Linked DNA regions of Danio rerio: region 1 is linked to region 2. The links are chromatin contacts, called in public HiChIP or PLAC-seq maps. All regions are on one chromosome and are shown on one strand. The core of a region is the stretch at or near the end of the contact, and the rest is flanking DNA. Distances in the headings are between cores, read along the strand shown.

What was found. HiChIP or PLAC-seq counts read pairs in DNA pulled down with a chosen protein or histone mark.
Region 1: a contact with region 2 is called in an H3K4me3 HiChIP or PLAC-seq map of embryo, with 5 times the contacts expected there. The contact joins the promoter of egln3 here to the promoter of akap6 in region 2. A contact is called at or near these places in 1 of 18 Hi-C or Micro-C datasets (hematopoietic stem cells) and 1 of 4 datasets of contacts at active chromatin or transcription factors (embryo).

Annotation. Positions count from the first base shown.
Region 1 is chr17:11,111,595-11,114,294 of GRCz12tu, forward strand. It overlaps egln3 (egl-9 family hypoxia-inducible factor 3), which reads right to left and starts at 1,430. Exons shown (of 5, transcript NM_213310.2): 1 at 849-1,430. The coding sequence starts at 1,205. The region is part of intron 1 of LOC108179745 (a long non-coding RNA gene); the gene reads left to right.
Region 2 is chr17:10,139,123-10,141,822 of GRCz12tu, forward strand. akap6 (A kinase (PRKA) anchor protein 6) reads left to right here and starts at 1,450. Exons shown (of 14, transcript XM_073928152.1): 1 at 1,450-1,560.

The sequences.
Region 1 (2,700 bases), core at 180-2,679, 970 kb after region 2:
CCCAATTGATAAACAGCAATATTTAATTATTAAAACACATTAAAACCTTTACATTTTCCAGCTGTTAGGCTATACTTTTGTGAACATAACGATAAGAATCCAAGTTTCATAACACTTCAAACTAACAAAAAAAAAACAATTTTATAATATTTTATGTTCAACTGGATTCACAGCTGTTAAACAGCAATATTTAATTACTGATATGATTGAAACACATTAAAACCTTTTTATTTTCCAGCTGACACTTTTGTAAACATGAAGATATGAGTTTTATAACCCTATATTCAATTACTTATGTAAGATTTAAATTCATTTAAAAATAAGTTTTCCATCTGATGGTAAACAAATATGAATCGAAGTTTTATAACACTTCAAACTGAAAAAGTCTTGTAATATTTTACGTTCAACTTTTATCAATTAACAGTGATATATGATTCAAATGCATTACAAACATTTCATTTTCCAGCTGATACTTTTGTAAACATGACAATATGAATCCAAGTCTCATAACAGTTATCTTATACTAAAAATAATAATCTTTTAATATTTTATGTTTGACTGTTATCGATTAACAGCCGTTAAACAGCAATATTCACTAATATGATTTAAATACATAAAAACTTTATTTTCCAGTTGATACTTTTATAAACATTTTATAAAACAAAATATGAATCAAAGTTTCATAACACTTCAAGCTAAAATAAAAAAAGCCTCTTTTACTCTTATAATATTTCATGTTCGACTGTTTTACGAGTTTTTGAACAGCATTTTTTAATTATGATTGAATGATTTTCCAGATGATGCATTTGTAATAACTTTAAAGTGACACTTAGCAGCATGAATCTTACCTTTGACCTCGCACGAATGCTTTTTCCCAGTCGTCCCACACACAGAGAAATGAGTTTGTCTATAAGGGTTAATAAGAAGTTGACGGCTTCGGTTCCCCTCTCGGTCCCATTAACCCACGTTATTTTATCTCCTCTGATGTTCCTCCGGCAAACTCCACTACTTTGCCCTGCCAGCTGCCCGTCGTTGAGAAGCCCACAGGAATGCATGCGTTTGACCTGCCCCAAAACCATATGTCCTGCAATGTCCCCCAAAAAATGGTCCACGTAAAAAAAGCCCTGATCCAACAAAGCCGGGACAACCTGCGCAAAAGCCAAACTCTCCAACTGCGTGTCCAGATCGTGCTGAAGAAACGGCATTTTGTCCTGAGGCTGGTGCATTCAAATGAAACTTTTTGTTTTGTTTTGTTTTGTTTTGTTTTGTTTTAAGAGAGAGATGTCTAAATTGTGTGTGCTCGTCCTTTGAGAGCCGGGCAAATAATGCCAATGTTTTATAGGGACTCTGAATGCGCGTCCATGAGCGCCGGAGGATCAGAGCTCTGCGCACCTGACGAGCATGTGAAACGTGCAGAATGTGTGTCGCGCTCCGATGGGCGGATATTCATATGAAAAACCCCATTCAGCGCACTTTACTCCAGCGAATGAGGCTCGAGAGCACGTATTTCCTATGATCGACACCTTGTTAACCTGTAGGGGGCGCTCGGCGGATCAGAGGGCCAAGCACTTCAAATAACACGACATTTGCTCACACTTACATCCTTGAAAATGCATGGATTTTAATCTAACGTTTTTAAAATGTCACAAGGGCTTAGATTTTGGATTTTAAAACAGCTTGACATTGTTAATGTGTTGCTTTCATAATATTTTGTACTAAACAGATATAGCACCAACACTGTAAACAATTATAAGATAAGTTAGTCCTGACAGCATGTGCTTTAGGTCATTATGACTCAGTAAACTGTGAATCGTGTTGTAACTTAATTACGCAAGCTGTTTTAAGTCATATTAACATAATACAAGTTCAATGGACTCATAAGGTTTATTTGTTTCAGCTTAAAAATTAAGGCAACCAGGATTTTTTTACAGTGTAGTATTAAAGAAGTAACATAAAAGAAATGTTTTTGCATGAAAAGAAAATTTTGGATCCTGTGAACATGTCTGCAGCATGATATGCTGGCTGTTTTAGGATGAAACTTTAAATAACATGATATTTGTTTACATATACATTCTTGAAAATGCACACATTTTAATCTGATGTTTTATAAGGGCTTAGATTTGTTATTTTGAAGCTGCTAGGATATGTAATTGTGTTGCTCGAATATTTTCTTACTAAATAAAGGTTAATAATGATTAAACCCACAAGGAATTTCCATGTGCAGATTTTTAGCCCATCATTAATTCTGTTTATTTACTTGTGTAGATGTGTGTAAATTTATATTTATTCAGTTTTTAAATAATTTTTTTGTAATATCGACTAATACAAAAAATATTCGTATGATTTTTCTTACAATACAGCTTGTAAAGTAATATTGTACGTCTGTCTTTTAGTGGAGATATTTTATGAGAGACTTTCTTTGTTTACCAAATAAAGTTTATCTAATTGGAATTTTATTATAAACACTAAATAAAAGTTAAAAAGGTATTTTTTAATTTATTTACTCCCAAAATAGTTTTGCATCCACATAAACCCGCAGATTTTTAACAAAATTCTGCACAGAAATAGCAAAAATTGTCCGCAGATTTTGTATGGCCCTAATTTTAAGTCAAATAAAAAAATGTTTTTTGCTTTTAAATAAAAAGAAAACTTTGTTTCCTGTGTACTTGTCTGCACCATGATATGACTGTCGTTTTTTAG
Region 2 (2,700 bases), core at 200-2,699:
TCAGTTGGCATTCCTGTGTGGAGTTCATTCCGGTTCATTCCGCTGTGGCGGAATAAAGGGATTAATAAAGGGACTAAGCCAAAAAGAAAATGAATGTATGAGTCTCTATTTCAGAGGTCACCACTGCGGATGCCCTTCCAGCTGCAACCCAATATTGGGAAACAATTTATTTACACATACACTCATAAACTCAATTTTGCTCATTTATTTCACCTATAGCACTTGTCTTTGGGCTGTGAGCGAAACCCACACCAACAAAGGAGAACATGCAAACTCCACACAGAAATGCCAACTGGCCCAGCCGGGACTCGACTCAACGACCTTCTTGCTGTAAGGTGACCGAGCCACCATGTCGCTCTGTTTTTATATATATTTTATAATTAATTTATTGTATTATTATTATTTTATTATTTTATTAATATTTTCATGTATAATAATAATAATAATAATAATAATAATAATAACACATTTTATTTAAGATGCGCTTTTCTTATTCTCAAAGCATTACAAGATATATAACAACAAATAAAAAAATGCAGAGAAATACAAACTTAAATAAGCCAACGTAACAAGCCAAAATTTACACCGTAATAATCAATAAAACAATAAATAAGCAAAAACAATAAATAAACTTCTCTCCATGTTGGTGTGGGTTTCCTCCGGGTGCTCCGGTTTCCCCCACAGTCAAAAGACATGCGGTATATGTAAATTAAATTAGCTAAATTGTGTGTATAAATGCAAGAGTGTATGGGTGTTTCCCAGTACTGGGTTGCGACTGGAAGGGCATCGGCTGGGTAAAACATATGCTGGATAAGTTGGCGGTTCATTCCTCTGTGGTGACCCCTGATAAGTAAAGGGACTAAGCCTAAAAGAAAATCAATGAATGAATAAACAGCATTTGTGTACTGCATTAAACTAACTGGGTATTGCCATATTGTTTACAAACTGTTGTTCTTTGGTAGCTTGGAGCACTCCTGTGAGTACTTCTTCATCTTATGTGCTGCTTTTTTATGATTTATTTAATATTTTTTCAATTTTACAAATGTAAACACCAACGATTAAGAAGAAAGATGGAAAGGAATCAGGGAAAACAGTTTACGGATGCACTTAGATACACCAAAAACACTGTAAATGGAAGAAAAATGAAGTAAATTAAATAAATAAACCAAGTATATAACTAAATGAGGGACAGATTACTTATGTGTTGCTTTTGATCACGTAAATTGAAATGTCACGTAGATGATAAACACGAGTGTGTGTGTTTATATTCATCTGTCTGCGTCTCTCTGCTTTCACAGCTCCGCTTCCTCTCTCTCATCTGTAGCCACACCCACCGGGGGCCCCACATCAGAGCACCACCCCTCTCCAGCCAATCAGACTGCAGCACGGCCACTCCATCACTCCTCAGTTTCCAAGGCAACTGGGCTGCTCTCCTGAAAGGCGCTACATCATCAGCATCCGTCCGGCGAGGGCTGCTCGAGGCAGGCAGCCCTGCAGTGGCACCTCCCTCACACACACACACACCGCACTGGATGGACAAATGGAGGAGATAGTGTTATGGTGAGTACCCGGCTTCTCTCTTCAGCTTCATCCACATGCTTCATTTGAGCAAATTCAGTGTAGATCTAAACGAGACGTGATGCTGCCTAAGTGTTCGATTGATTGAAAGGACAACATTGTTGAAGGAAGAACCTGACGCATGCATTAATAGCATCCACAAGGAGGGCAGAACATACATTGAAGCCTCTTGATAAGCTTTCAAAATCTGCAGCGTTGCTTTTTTTGTTGTTGTTGGGAATGTAAGAGAGTCAGTGTGTTTTCTCCACCCACTGTACACGGAAGCATGGCCCAGTGTTTTCAGCTCAATAGCCAAAGAGTGTTTGTGTGTGTGTGTTATGCTTATGTTGCTTTTAGGGGAATTTCGGTCCTGTCTTCATGGTGCTGCGGGATTTTATTAGTGGTGCATGTGGTTTGACATTGCTTGGTCATGGTTCGGTCTGCTTTAGATCCTGCCTCATCATCACCTTGGGCCCAAAAACACACACGCCCTGCGAGGGTGTCGTTGCATGACAGATGCTCGGAGATATTAATACAGATTTGTGGTCTTGTTGATGATGCTGCATGTGTGCGTCTTAAGGTGTGGTGTTGCGCCACTGGATTGGGATCAGAATTTAGGTTTATTTGCTAGGCTATCCTTTTGATGATGATAGCCCATATAATATAGTATATTAGCATCTTTTATCCAAAGCAACTTGCAAGTGAGGATAAAAGAAGCACTTCAAATCATCAGACAGTAGCAGTGTGTAAATACTATGATAAGTTTAAGTTCACAATTCAGGTTTATTCGCTTAGCTAACCTGGTTACAACCCGTATAGCATATTTACATTTACTCATTTAGCAGATGATTTTATTCAAAGGGACTTATAAAAAAGCACTTTAATTCATCAGAGAGTAGCAGTGCATAAGTGCTATGATAAGTTTAAGTTCACAATTCTGGTTTATTTGCTTGGCTATCCTGGTGATAACAACCCATATAGAAATATGGTATATTTACATTCACTCATTTATCAGATGCTTTCATCCATAGCCACTTACCAATGAGGATAAAAGGACCATGTCAAATCATTGGAGAGTAGCAGTGTATAAATGCTATGATAAGTCACAGTTCAGGCTTTACTTGCTAGGCTAACCTGGTTACA